Regions from separate parts of the Sus scrofa genome. Here all the other regions are linked to region 5. Evidence: chromatin contacts called from public Hi-C and HiChIP or PLAC-seq data. All regions are on one chromosome and are shown on one strand. The core of a region is the stretch at or near the end of the contact, and the rest is flanking DNA. Distances in the headings are between cores, read along the strand shown.

Evidence for each region. A called contact is a pair of places that touch in the nucleus more often than the background predicts. HiChIP or PLAC-seq counts read pairs in DNA pulled down with a chosen protein or histone mark.
Region 1: a contact with region 5 is called in a Hi-C map of embryonic fibroblasts, with 3 times the contacts expected there. The contact joins the enhancer-like site here to the promoter of MARCKS in region 5. A contact is called at or near these places in 3 of 5 promoter capture datasets (fetal liver, fetal skeletal muscle and liver), 19 of 47 Hi-C or Micro-C datasets (alveolar macrophages, blood, embryonic fibroblasts and 9 more) and 2 of 2 datasets of contacts at active chromatin or transcription factors (alveolar macrophages and skeletal muscle).
Region 2: a contact with region 5 is called in a Hi-C map of fetal skeletal muscle, with 2.1 times the contacts expected there. The contact joins the enhancer-like site here to the promoter of MARCKS in region 5. A contact is called at or near these places in 3 of 5 promoter capture datasets (fetal liver, fetal skeletal muscle and liver), 2 of 47 Hi-C or Micro-C datasets (embryonic fibroblasts and fetal skeletal muscle) and 2 of 2 datasets of contacts at active chromatin or transcription factors (alveolar macrophages and skeletal muscle).
Region 3: a contact with region 5 is called in an H3K27ac HiChIP or PLAC-seq map of alveolar macrophages. The contact joins the enhancer-like site here to the promoter of MARCKS in region 5. A contact is called at or near these places in 3 of 5 promoter capture datasets (fetal liver and liver), 7 of 47 Hi-C or Micro-C datasets (alveolar macrophages, blood, embryonic fibroblasts and 2 more) and 2 of 2 datasets of contacts at active chromatin or transcription factors (alveolar macrophages and skeletal muscle).
Region 4: an H3K27ac HiChIP or PLAC-seq map of skeletal muscle shows a contact between it and region 5, with 7 times the contacts expected there. The contact joins the enhancer-like site here to the promoter of MARCKS in region 5. A contact is called at or near these places in 5 of 5 promoter capture datasets (fetal liver, fetal skeletal muscle, liver and 1 more), 12 of 47 Hi-C or Micro-C datasets (alveolar macrophages, brain, embryonic fibroblasts and 6 more) and 2 of 2 datasets of contacts at active chromatin or transcription factors (alveolar macrophages and skeletal muscle).

What each region holds. Positions count from the first base shown.
Region 1 is chr1:79,283,836-79,286,535 of Sscrofa11.1, forward strand. No RefSeq gene overlaps it. Among named protein-coding and RNA genes, the nearest start is that of MARCKS, 500 kb to the right of the region's middle. Within about 2 kb of position 1,291, at least 7 of the 83 cell types and tissues checked have an H3K27ac peak or open chromatin away from gene starts, as enhancers often do. A contact at or near this core is called in embryonic fibroblasts, where this site is marked.
Region 2 is chr1:79,337,926-79,340,625 of Sscrofa11.1, forward strand. No RefSeq gene overlaps it. Among named protein-coding and RNA genes, the nearest start is that of MARCKS, 450 kb to the right of the region's middle. Within about 2 kb of position 1,331, at least 1 of the 83 cell types and tissues checked has an H3K27ac peak or open chromatin away from gene starts, as enhancers often do. A contact at or near this core is called in fetal skeletal muscle, where this site is marked.
Region 3 is chr1:79,419,637-79,422,336 of Sscrofa11.1, forward strand. No RefSeq gene overlaps it. Among named protein-coding and RNA genes, the nearest start is that of MARCKS, 370 kb to the right of the region's middle. Within about 2 kb of position 1,320, at least 20 of the 83 cell types and tissues checked have an H3K27ac peak or open chromatin away from gene starts, as enhancers often do. A contact at or near this core is called in alveolar macrophages, embryonic fibroblasts, fetal liver and 1 more, where this site is marked.
Region 4 is chr1:79,497,578-79,500,277 of Sscrofa11.1, forward strand. No RefSeq gene overlaps it. Among named protein-coding and RNA genes, the nearest start is that of MARCKS, 290 kb to the right of the region's middle. Within about 2 kb of position 1,289, at least 53 of the 83 cell types and tissues checked have an H3K27ac peak or open chromatin away from gene starts, as enhancers often do. A contact at or near this core is called in alveolar macrophages, brain, embryonic fibroblasts and 7 more, where this site is marked.
Region 5 is chr1:79,788,539-79,791,238 of Sscrofa11.1, forward strand. MARCKS (myristoylated alanine-rich C-kinase substrate) reads left to right here and starts at 1,258. Exons shown (of 2, transcript XM_021091501.1): 1 at 1,258-1,787. The coding sequence starts at 1,686.

The DNA.
Region 1 (2,700 bases), core at 41-2,540, 500 kb before region 5:
TCCTTTGGATTATAAAAAATATATTTTATAAAACATATCAAGAAAGAGAAAGAAAGTCTATTGATTTAAACTGGTGCTTAAAAGCAGCCCTCAAAGCTGATTGTTGATACTGGCTCAGTGACTGACCTTACACACCTGTTGCTTACCTCGCTACGTCTTCATTTCTTTATCTCTAAAACAGATGTGTATTAGCTGTATAAATGGTACCCTCGCATAACATTCCACAAGGCAAAGTGTTAATAAGTAACTGACAAGGGCTTTTCTATTTTCTTCTTATGTATACTACTTTAATTATTTCTCACTGCCATCCAATCCTCCTCTCTCTCTCTCTCTCTCTCTCTCCTGCTTTTTATGGCCCCACCTGCAGCATATGGAAATTCCCAGGCTAGGGGTTTAATCAGAGCTGCAGCTGCCAGCCTACAACATAGCTCACAGAAACACAGGATCCTTAACCTAATCAGCTAGGTTGGGGATCAAACCTGCATCCTCATGGATACTAGTTGGTTTGTTACTACTGAACCACAGTGGAAACTCCCAATCCTCCTCCTTTCTTGATGTGCAAAATTTAATGTTAACCTACATTCTTAACAATGATGCCTCTTAGAATGTTTTGTTCCCTAAACCCTTTGTGCATATAAGTTTTAGACCTTCTTCTTGTAAAAAATAATTGTACCTAGGACCATTTGGCAGATGTTTACATCACATACTGGGCCACTCAAAGTCCTTACCCAGTTCCCTGAAGAAACTTGAGCTCCTAGCCTAACCGTCCTTTCTTCCCCTGCTCTCTGCACTTTGATTTTCTTGTCTGATGTTACTCCCAAGGACACTTTGGAACTTTTCCTCCAGCTACTGGCAGGATAGACTTTCTCCATTTGCTCCTGAGGGGCACAGCAGCTGTAGGGCTACTCAGCACCCATGGGGGACAGGGTGTGCGTTGGGGAAACAAGTCTCCATCAGCAGCAGCTTCCTGTGACCTGACAGAGCCATGGATGATCAGTTCAGTCACCTCTATACAGTCAGTTTTAGATGTGACAAAAATATTTGTAAATCCCAGACAGGTAGGGAGAGAAACAAAAGGAAAAGTAGAAAACGAGAGAACAGCCTGAAATGAGCAGACAATTCTGAATAATATGAGAAAGTCTTTGTGGGATTCTGGCTACCAGATGCTGGCTGTTCAAAGATCTAGTTACTGTGCAATTCTCTGGGACTGAAATACCAGGAAATATACTAATAGCATTTGCAGTCCAGCCCTCACCAGGAAGCTTGCAGGATTGCTCCTGGCCAAGCGCGTGAGCTCAGCCTTTCACTTTGTTCCTGCAGCAACCTGATCACTTGCTTAAGAGGGGAAATAAAGACTGTTTTTCAACCTTGCCTTGAAATTGTGAAATACCCGTCATAATAATAAGAAATCGTATATGAAGCATCGTGTCAGATCACCCACTGGTCTCAGGCATTCTCAATAGAGTTATTATGCTTTGGTGTAACAAGGTGAGGGGAGATCATAGTTTCATACCAGTATTAGAATTTCCTGATATGTGTTTACTTGAGAAAGACCCTTATTATCATTGAATGTTTAAAGAATTGAAAGAGCTGGGTGTTTTTTTTCTTTTTTTCCTCAAAAATCCAGTTTTTGAAATAGGAAACTTCAGGATGGAATGGATAGCCAACAAATTTAAAATTGAGTTTTAGATGTTATTTGTTAATCTGATTTAAAAAAAAAAACAACCCAAGGGTTCAGTTTGTATCATTCTTCTTTTCCTACTTAAATACTGGAAAATACTCACATTGACAGAGGTGAAAAAGAAAAAAGATAAAAGATCCAATACCACATGATACCCTATGATATTTTCCTCAGTTGTTAGTCACATCGTATTTTTGGCTGTGCCCCAGAAACCACAGCCCTCAATTACAGTTGCTTTCAGACATGTGGAAGAAACACATGCTAAAACAATTAACAAAATTATGACATTTACATTTTTCCCCAGACTGCCAGTCCCTGAGATTCTGCAGCATGTGATTCCCTATGAATTAAAACAATGATCATAAATCAAGCTGACCACATTTATCCTTACCTTGTGCTTCAAAAATGGTTAAAAGGAAAATTGAGGAAAAGAGTTTTTTCCATGGATGAAGCATACTCCCTGTTGGCAGCCAAAACCAATGGTAGGAAGGCAGGTCCTCCAGTCCTCTCCTTCCAAGGCCATGGACAGGTAGATAGCCAAGTGCAGTTTGATTATAAGGAGCTCTAAACTGTTTCATTCATTCTGCATTTGCTCCTCCTTCTGTGTTGATAGATTTTAGTGCTTATCAACTGGAGTATGTACAATGACTTGAAATTGATGGTTTTTAAATAGAAAATGAAAGTGGAACATCAACTTGTCATTAAGACTTCTTGTAGCCAGTGAATTTTCTCACTCCATTAGCTCACATGTAATAGAACATCTGAGGCAGCAGTTAGAACCGTGTCCATTTGTTTAGGTCTCTCATACTAAATCAATTTATAGAACATCAATAAAGTTTACCATTGACCTCATATATTTGTAAATCCACAAGCATTCGTTAATCACCTGCTATGGGCCAAGCACATAGGTACTGCAGGTATAAAGATGAAGAAGTTATGGCCCTTCCTCTCAATAAGCTCAAAAGAGCAGAAAAGATAGCCATACATATTAACAATTGAGCTTAAGGAGATGTGAGTTA
Region 2 (2,700 bases), core at 81-2,580, 450 kb before region 5:
GAAACTCACAGGATAATTACCCAGGGAAAAAAAGTAGGTTTGAGGATAGAATAATGTAGATTGAGAGTGGTGTGAAGGGTGGATTTTTTCTTTCTCTTGGCCTAGAGATTTGGGGACCCAAGGACACTCTGTCTGTTGAAGATGGAGTGAACCTGCAGGGGAAGACAGCCAAGGGCTACATAGGGTGTGATTTGTGAGAGCTCCATGGCCAGCAGTCTTTGAGGACAACCATAATAATCTCAAATTTTTGATAAGTCTCAATAAAAATTAAGATTTATGTGCTATGGAGTATTACCTGAAGATTTTGTTCTATACTTAGGATGGGTGGCCAAAGGAGGAATGGTTGCTTCAAAATAGTGACCATCAGTTACAGCCAGATGGGTCTGGCAGAGTGGTCACCTTACAAGGACCATCTGGGTTTGAGCTAGTAATACAACACATTGATTAGAGGCCAGAGAAAAGAACTGGGCTGGATCCATATGAGAGCATATGTGAAAACACACCATTTTGTGTGTGTGTGTGTGTGTGTGTGTGTGTGTGTCTGTGTGTGTCTGTGTGTGTAGCAGAGGTGGGGGAGGCAATGAAAATTACTTAAGAGTTCTAAAGGGCCTATAGAGACTCAAATTCACCATAATTTGAGTTTCGTTGGAAATACAACCTAACAAATATTCAGAGACTGAAAAGGCAAATGACATCAGATATATAAAGAAGAACGTTTTTTGCCGTCAGATCTTCAACAATAGAATGAGCTGACTTGTGCAGTAAACAGGTACTTGTTACTGGAAGGACACGGGTGGAGATGAGATGAGCAACAGTCAGCCATGCTGTGGAAAAGACCTCTGTGCAGATGGGATTTCAAAAGCTACCTCTCACTCAAGGCTTTGTGAACCTCCAAATATAAAGCCTTTACAAACTGTGAGTTCAGATTCTGAGATAACATATTTTTCTGAAAAACCCAGGGAAAATCAAAAAAATCCATGAAAATACTTGGAATTTTGTGGCTGGACTCTCCATTTTAATTCACGTCATGCCTGGTTCTTTCCAATTCCTTTCGGCTTCCTTTGCATGTAAAATAAGCTGTGGTTTTGAGGAAGGTGGAAGCTATAAACATGCTTTAGAGGAAGGGTAAATGCTCCTTAGTACTATTGGAATTTGAACGAGAATTTGGTGAACAAGTCTTGAGGAATACTCGCCTTATCTGCTGCAAAGATGAAAACATTGCTCTGCAGAGAAACAATCATATAAATCGTTTTGATTTCTACAGTGTTCTGCATATTTACGTTTCTAAGAACATTTCAGTCAAGGGCTGAGCAATTCTACTGGGGAAACAAAATTATGGCTGGGCTTTCCAGGACACTCACATGTGCGACCAACTCTGTGGACATGCTTGGAATCTATTCCTGGCTCGGGATCAGATGTATACATAAACTCCTCATAAATTCGGACCACATTTCCAGCCTATCTGTTTCCAAGAGTAATTCTTCTCAAATGCTGGAAGGCTGCTTTATGTTTCACTCATTCATTAATGACCCACCTAATCTGCAGTTTTTCATATCTTGGGAGACTTCAGGTCTAACTTAATCTCTGTCTGTTCTACCTTTCACATTTAGTTTTTCTTGTAAGCCATTCTCTCTCCCAAGCATAAACTAGAGTGAAATATCAACTAAACACTCTTAAATTTTACGAGTTTTTTTCACAAATTCATTCGGCAAACATTTGTTTTTAGAACCCATACACCAATAATTTGCCAAACAAGGTTACCATCATGCGATACTGCTTTGCATTGCTGTACATGTTCCTCTTTCTAATTATATGTGTTTCTATCTCTTGTGAGTTTTGGCACTTTGTCTCTGTAAGTAGACTAGAAGCTCTTTGTGGGCAAGTTTACCATTCTTCATATGGTCTGATAATGTCTGTAATATATTAGATAGGCACTACTATTTTCCAATTTTACTTTAAAGGATGAATACTTTTATATTAAACATGGCAAAAAATCAAAAGAAAAGCATCAGTAGTTTGAGGATGGTAGATGTTTGCATTGCATTTGCATGGGCAATAAGGTCCTACTGCATAGCACAGGGAACTGTGTCAAATCTCTTGGGATAGAATGTGATGGGGGATGATATGAGAAAAAGAATGTGTATACATATATGCATATATATGTCTGTGTATATATATGTGTGTGTGTATATATGTATGTGTGTGTGTGTATACTGGGTCACTTTGCTGTACAGCAGAAATTGGTGCAACACTGTAAATCAGCTATACATTAATTAAAAAAAAGAATCAGCACAGAGCTATTAAAAAAAAGGAAAGCATCAGTAAGCAATAATAATATTAGCTAATATCGGTTGAGTGTCGGCTATGAGCCAGTACTTTTAAGTACTTTACATGAATCACCTTGTTTTTAATTCTTACAAGAATCTTTTGATATGTTATTATTGTTGTTATTACTTTCCCCTTTCTTATGAGAAAACTGAGGCACAAAGTGTTAAGTACTTGGCCTTGAGTTATGCAATAAGTAAATGGTAAAGTCAGAATCTGAACTCGGATCACCAAGCTCCAGAGCCTAGACTCCCAGCCATTAATGTGTGCTATCTCTTAAGATGGAGAATGAGTTGAAAGACTTGGAAAATGCCTTTTTTCTGTCCGCTTTGTAAAACAATTCATCTGGAAGATCACATAATCAAAGGTGGCAAG
Region 3 (2,700 bases), core at 70-2,569, 370 kb before region 5:
AGACAAAAAAAAAAGAAAAAAGAAAAACAATGTTTTAGTGGTCAGGAAAGTAAAACGTACAATTAAGAAATCAGGTATTCTTAAAAAATCTATCCTTTATAATTCTGGTTGTGCAATGTTATAAACATACACACAAAACACACAAAGGAAAAAAAACAATGGAAGTTTAATAAAATGTTAACCAAGTATATTCTTGTAATGAGATTACACATGATTATTTTTCTTCTAAATTCTTTTCTGTCTTTTCAGCTTTCTGTAATGTATGTGTACTACTAATAATAATCAGAAAAAAAAGTCTTAAAATGTTGCTAACAAACTGATGAATTTAAAAAATTATCATATTAGAGTTCCCACTGTGGTACAGGGGGTTTAGAACCTGACTGCAGTGGTTTGGGTTGACGCAGAGGCACAGCTTCAATCCATGGCCTGGTGCATTGGGTTAAGGATCTGGCATTGCCACAGCTGTGGTATAGGTCACAGCTATGGCTCAGATTCAATCCCTGGCCCAGAAACTTCCACATGTGGCAGCTGTGGCCATAAAAAAAATTAAAAAAAATTATTGTACTAACTTGTTTATAAAATGAGACTAATAATACTATTCTCCCTCCCATATTCTCATATATGAAGCACAACAGAAAGGCAATTATACTTTGCATTCAAACTGCTAATATTGGTTTTCTACATAGGTTAGTAAAATTTTAAAGAAAACTGGCAACGTCTATATTTCTTTTGGATTAATGACCTTCGGGGCATATAGTAAGATGTGGCCAACAAATAGTTAGGAAATTGTAACTTATGAAGATTAAATACTATAATTTCTAAGCTCTCTGAAATTCACAGTAATGCAAATCAGTGCTCATCTACAGATATCATAAAAGAATGGGGGAAAAAATCTAGATTTGTTCAGAGCCTTTAATTTACATCTGTTTACTGAGAACAGTTGTAGAGACAGGCATCATCAGCCTTGTTTTACAGTTTGAGGAGTCTGGGGTTTAGAGAAGTAACCTCACTTAGATCACTGAGGTAGACTAAATGTAGACCATTTTCTGCCACTTCCCATGAACCTATCATACAATCCCACCCCACTGATTCAGGCTGGGCCGAGTGCCTCATTTGGGCCAGTGAGCAGACATATCAATTGTCTACTGGGGTTTCTCTTTTCCCCCTCTCCCGTGAGGCCAGCAATGCCCTCAACCACAAGATATGAGCAGTTTCTTCATCTGGGGTTCTGAAAAAAAAGAAAACACAGAGCAGAGGCATGGCCAATCCCAATAAAACATGCAATGTGAGTGAGCAATAGCAGCTTGCTGTCCTAAGCTACTGGCAAGATCTGGCAGGGGAACCTCTGAACCTAACCTATGCCACTGAAGAGTTACTAGTAACTGGAGAGGACAAAATTCAAAGTCCATGCTCTTTCCGCTACAACACACTATCAAGTTTTCAATTATTTGGAGGAAATGCATGTCTATGCTGAAAAAAAAAAAAAAAAGTACAGTAAGACAATAGCTTTGGTGAAGCAGAGGTGTTTTCTAAATATAAAACTGACATAAATAGTACTTTGCTTCTCCCGGACTCTCATGTCTTTTATTATAACCGAAGTAGTTTTAAAGATTTAATCTAACAGCCAGGAAATTGTCATTCTTGGCCAGAGATCAAACCCATGCCACAGCAGTGACAATGCCGAATTTTAACTGCTAGGCCACTGGGGAAGTCCTGTTGGGCTGGTTTTTCACCTGAGTGTTCAGACAGAAAACACAGATTCAGGCAAATCCCCTGCCCTTTGGCTTTGGGAAGTTCATGGGTAAACGTCATGTCTTACGAGCAAACCAGTCCTGCAGATGAGGAAATAGGCCTTTTTAAGGCTTCTGCTTTTATCTTGGTCAGATGCTTTCAGGCCACTGTTTGGGTGGAAATCTCTCAGACCTCATGTTGTATGTGGCTCAGGGCCTATGAGGAAGCCTTTCCAAAAGAAATGGCTTCTCCTACTTGTGATGAGCTCCTCATGGGCATAGCCATTTGCTGCCATGGAGATTAAGTCTTTCCACAGCTACTGCTGGACTGGCCATAGGATTTTGCAAAATTCCTGGCAAGCTCACCTGCACTATTTTGAAAGTCTGGAAACTGAAAATCAGTTTTTAACTGCTAACAGATTATAGCAATAAAATTGATGATCAAACCCAGTCAAACTCATTAAGCTTTGATGTTGGAGCCCAACAGCACTCACATGGATACAAATACACATACCATCTCCTTTTCAATGTACCTCAAAGACCCTGAACTCACCAGTCTGGAAGACAGCTAAAGTCACAGTAATTTTTTTTTCTTTTGGCCACACCTGCAGCATGCGAAGTTCCCAGGCCAGTGATCAAACCCATAGCACAGCAGTAACCCAAGCCACAGCAGTGACAACACCAGACCCTTAACCCACTGCCCCACCAGGGAACTCCAATCACAGTAATTTAAATACTCAAGGTCTCTGACTCATCTCTCACTTTTTCATATAGAATTTTAGTCCTCTTTAACAGTAACATCCCTGCCCCAGAAGTGTATTCTGGAACAAGCCTAACTTGTATAGTATAATTTGTCCTGGGCTCATAATGGACAACCACCATGCCTATGAGCTTTCCCTGGGTCCTCCATGATTTCTACTACTTTGAGAGGACACCCTCTTGCTAAAGGTACTTCTGATGCATTGGAATT
Region 4 (2,700 bases), core at 39-2,538, 290 kb before region 5:
ATCAACCACAGTTTTTAAAAATTAAAAAAAATAAAAGATACAGAGGCTGGAGGTCATCAGAATGTGGGTATAATTATCAGCAAGGAAGTACACATCTCCTACAGTCCGGGAGCTGGTCCTGCCTTTCTAGGCTTGGCTGTTCACCATGTAGAGTCCGTTTGACTGCCCAGCACCTTTCCAGTAAATCTCCCTTTTGAGATGAACTTTACCATTAATTTGTAACTTGTTCCTTGTAACTCCCAAAGCTGAAAGAAACACAGACCCTTCTCTGTGGTGGGAAGTGTGCTAGGTGCTAGAGTACTAAGGACAAACCTAACACAATATCCACTTTGACAATCTCACCAAGCATCAATGGTAAATGTGGTATTGCTCCCACTTTTCTGAATATTCCATAATTAATATATATGAGTCCCTGTCTTTTTTCCAACAAAGAATCCCCTTAGTGTTGAGCCTGGAAATTCTAGGAAGACATAAAACCATGCGGTTTTGTGTATTAAACATAGGACTTTCAGGCTATATTAATCTTCCAGTTAAATGTTTCATTTAAGATACCATTTGATCCTAGTAAATTTTAAATATTAATTACAGAAATTCTGGAGAAAAAAATACTTTTTAGAGAAAAAAGTTTATTTTAGATAAAACATTTTGGAGAAAAAAAAATGTCATAGCCATAAGGTTCACAAATAATTAACAAGGAAGGCAGGAACGTATGTTACAAGTAAAACTAATATTAAGCAGGATTTCTTTTTCACACTTTGAAAAATACATTTTTCTGTAAACAAGCAAAATCTTAGCAGCTGGAAACCTGTTATGTGTTTAATTAAATGGCCCACACATGTGTTTATCATACACCACTAGGCTGCCTGTGACTGGGATCCCTGGGGTGTATGGTCAGTCTTTTGCTTCACTGAACTCCAGGCTAGAGGTCATGGGAAAGGGGGTTCTTGTTTGAGTTTTCTCCCTTGCAGTTCCACAGTTCCTCCACCAACTACTGGCATATAAACAAACCCATGTTCAAAAGGTTATGGACTCTGCTGACCTAACCCACCCTGAAGTGCCAGACCCGGCCACACGCCCTCTGCACTAGACTAGCTTGTCCAGCTCATCCAGGCAGCCCCTCTCCCCCAGGCCAGGTTCATCTGATGGATTTGCCTTTTGCTCTCTTCCTCCCCTGGGGAGAGAGATTCTCAGCCGAGACTGGGGCCAAGGGGACCAGTGAGGCTGAGATGCTGATTCTCCCCCGGAGGAGCTGAAGTTCTCCAGATGGCAGCAAGCGCTCGTCATGCAAATTCTTGGCAGCAGGGAGCCTGTCAAGTGGCTACTGCTGCTTATTGTTACCGCCACTCCCCCACCCCCTGCACACAGACGCAGAAATACCATCTGTCTCCTGTGGGGCTCAGGGGGACTTGGAAAGTCCCGGAGTCGATGCCGCTTAGCAGTCCTGCGCTGTGCGTGCAGCCCCAAACAGGAGTTGCCTCAAGATGGCATTCAGTCTCGAGGATCCCTGAGCCAGGGAGCTCTACCCCGGCCGGCCGGCAATCTCCCTCCTTCCTGGCCGGGCCCCCGCCTGGCTGCATCAAGGCAGTTTGCTAGCGGATTTCTCATCCGATGTTGATGAAACAGAAATACCAAAATCGGTTCTATTTATCCCCTCCGATTCTGGGAAGAAGATAGAGTAAGTTAGCAACACGTCTGTATCCCTAAGTGAGAGAAGGAATAGCGGAAAGCACACCCCGGAAATGAAAAACCCAGGAAGTGTAAAGGATGCCTAGAACATCGAAATGATTTCTTGCTTGCTTTCCCTCCTCTCTCACAACATCCTAACTTCTGACTAACCAAGATCTCTCCCTAAATGTAAAAGTTTTATGTATAAATAAATGAATGCTGTCAATCAAAGATTCTAAGCTCTAGAAAAATCTCAAAATTTTGTCCATCATTTGCGTCCTGGAACCACTGCAGTCATTCAATAACTTTTCTAATTATCATTGTTGAAATTTTTTTGGTCATATATATAAATACAAATGAAAGCATAATAATAAAGTTCCACATCATTTCTGCATCCCTCATGTTGTCTTTTTCATCCCAGAAGTATGGGAGTGAGTTATTAATATGCCTAAATTCAGAGGAGACTATCGTCCTCTATCCGTGCAAAAGTCCTCTTTTACTATATTTTAAACCTTTAGTAATAATCCCCTATAGACATAGACTTCCACAAAGAACATGTACTCTCCACTTTCTAATCTACCTTCCATATATTTCCTTAGAAGAACATCCTTAAAAAAATTCGCTGTTTTGTACTTACGTACTTTTAAAAAATTATATATATTGAACTATAAATTGTATCATTCCTGACTTATTCACCAGTATTATGCTTTTAGATCTATCTCTATTGCTAATCTTCCTCACAAAGGATGTCAATTTCCCATAAAAAGCCCCATTCTGTCCTGACTAGGAAAATGACTAGTAAAGTGACTTTTCCTGGTGATAAGTTTGAGAACGGCTGGCATGCTCTGCTCTGTTCTGCCTGCCTCCTCAGCAGTCCTGGCTGCCTGCAGGGAGTCCAATTTGTCTTCTGCTCTGGTTTTCTCTCAGTTGGGCCCCTTTTCTTCTCCATTAAACTGTATTTTCTAATGCTACACTATCCGGCAATAAAAGCATTATTTAGATTTGCATCTGTTCTTCCTTTTATTACTCCAATTG
Region 5 (2,700 bases), core at 8-2,507:
TGTGTATCCTTGATTTTTAGCCCCACCCTCTCACCTTCTATTCTTTAAATCAGTGCTCTGTCTTTCACGCACAAACAGCTTCTGATACTTCGGTGGCAAGGGTTACAGATGGAGGTACCCTGGGTTCCTTAATAGAAGCTTCCTTTCTAACTCAAGTTAGGCTTGAAGCGTTCAGGGTTCTTCTTGCTATCTCTCAATGTGTAATTTCTCCTTAGAACTGTAATAGTCAATCCGGTTGTTCAGAGTTTCATCACTGCTGTCTCCCTGCCTTCCAGGAGCCCACTGGCTTGCATGCACACTTACGCACGTTCAGAAAAAAAAGAGTCCATCCCATCCTGGCAGTAGGCTGAAAAAAATTCATATCGACGCGAATTGCCTCTTAACTGTAAATATAGATTCGTACACTCTATGCTGTAGGATCTCATTTCACCCTAGAGAAAATTGTCATTTCACACAGCGATAAAATGTAAACCTTTTCGATCTTTTGTACATGGCCCTCACTTAATTTTGTTGGGGGGAGGGGGGAATCATTAATTGGATTGGGGCGGGGGAGAAGGTTGATGAGCGCCGTAGGCCAATCTTGAAATATTTTATTTCATGCCAATGTGGGATAGGGAAGGGAGTGTGGCTTCGGCTGCTTGCTGCTTTTGCATTTTCCACATCTGGCCTACAGACCTAATTCTAACTCGCGATCTCGTTTGATGAAATTCGATCTTCTTGGTTTAAATACCTTTCAATTTCGGGCGATTTCGCATTTGCAACCGTTAAAAAAAAAATGCTGTTGAGTATCTGTGAAGTCAATATGGAACACAGAGAAAGAAAACATGCTGCACACAAACCCCAACCATTGTCTTAAAAACTCGCATAGACACACATACACATAAACACACGGAAAGATGGGGGAGGGGAGAGGGTGGAAGGAGACAGACGCAGATACAGACAGAGGAGAGTCAAAGCAAGTCAAGTTAACGTTTTCTCCGCCCCCATCCACAAGTACTCCCCCTCCCGCGTTAATTAATTACAAACAAAGCAAACCAATCAAGTAATGCATTATTATTTTTAAGCCGAGGGAGGCGAGAGGCATGTATTTTTTAATTGATTTATTTATTTGGAGGACATTAATTCTCGGTATGAGGCTGATTTTCAAACCGTTTGCAAAGCGCGGCTCCATTGTTCGAGGCGAGCGCAGGCCCCGCCCCCTGCTTTGTGTGCAACGCGCGGATTGGCCGGCGTGCGCGGGGGCCGCGTCAGCGCCCGTGAGCCCATTCATCTGTGCACTTGGGCGTTGGACTCCGCATCTTATTAGCAACCAGGGAGATTTCTCCATTTTCCTCTTGTCTACAGTGCGGCTACAAATCTGGGATTTTTTTTATTACTTCTTTTTTTTTTAAACTACACTTGGGCTCCTTTTTTTGTGCTCGACTTTTCCACCCTTTTTCCCTCCCTCCTGCGCTGCTGCTTTTTGATCTCTTCGACTAAAATTTTTTTATCCGGAGTGTATTTAATCGACTCTGTTCTGTCCTCTTCACCACCCCCACTCCCCCCTCCCTCCGGTGTGTGTGTGCTGCTGCTGCCGCTGCCGCCGCCGCTGCTGCCGCTGCTGCTGCTCGCCCCGTCGTTACACCAACCCGAAGCTCTTTGTTCCCCCCTTGGATCTGTTGAGTTTCTTTGTTGAAGAAGCCAGCATGGGTGCCCAGTTCTCCAAGACCGCTTCGAAGGGAGAAGCCGCTGGGGAGAGGCCCGGGGAGGCGGCTGTGGCCTCGTCGCCTTCCAAAGCGAATGGGCAGGTAATTTCTACCTGTGGTTCTGGTCATTTCTTTGGTATCTTTCTCTAGTCCCTACGCTTCCCCTTCCTTCCTGGTCGTGCCTGAGGCGCATTAGGCGGAAAGGAGAGAGCCAGATTCCAATATGAAAGTTGAATGGAAAGCGATAGCCTAAATTGTAAATTTCTCATAGGTGGTGTCTCCCCCTGCCCCAAAGTGGTGGTTCCCAGAAAATCCTGGCGAATTCTCGTGTAGACGGGAGGAAAGAAGTGATAAATTGTCTAAAATGGCGTGTTTGGAGCTTGGCAGAACGTGACTAGCTAGGTGCTACCCCACACCCCCACCCCCAGGCAGGTTGCATTTCTGTTGGGTGGGCACAAAGGTGTTTGGGTGTCTCGTGTTTGTTGTCGAGACTGAGTCGCCTTCAGGATATCTGAACTGGTGTGGTTGTGTAAGTGGGTAGGGAAGTGGGGGGGCGCAATAGGGATGGCGGTGGAGAAAGCCTAGGAGGGAAGGGCTGTCTCATTGTATGCCGAGGCGGCGTGCCCTGGGTTCTTGGAAAGGTGACTGGCCGGTTGGCTGGCTGGAGGTGAACAGAAGGGTTTCACTACCTTTTGATGGGCTTTCCTACTGTTCTAAATCCCTGTTCGTAGCTGTCTAATTACACACACATCTGACTTTTAAGTGGATGGGAAGACTGGGTCCTTGAAGAACCTGTCCAGATGGTCAACAAGAGGCAATTCGTGTGTTTCAGTCAGGGCTATTGGTGTGCGTGGCGCCTGGACCACTGCAGGGGCTGCCCCGGCGCTGCCCAAACCTAGGCGGATGGCCACGGTTGGGTGGGCGCGAGAGGTCGGCCAAGGGTGGTTGCTTCACAAACACCGGGCACGCACCACGCCTCTTTTCCTAGAGCAGAGGCCGTGTTGCTTCGCTTGCC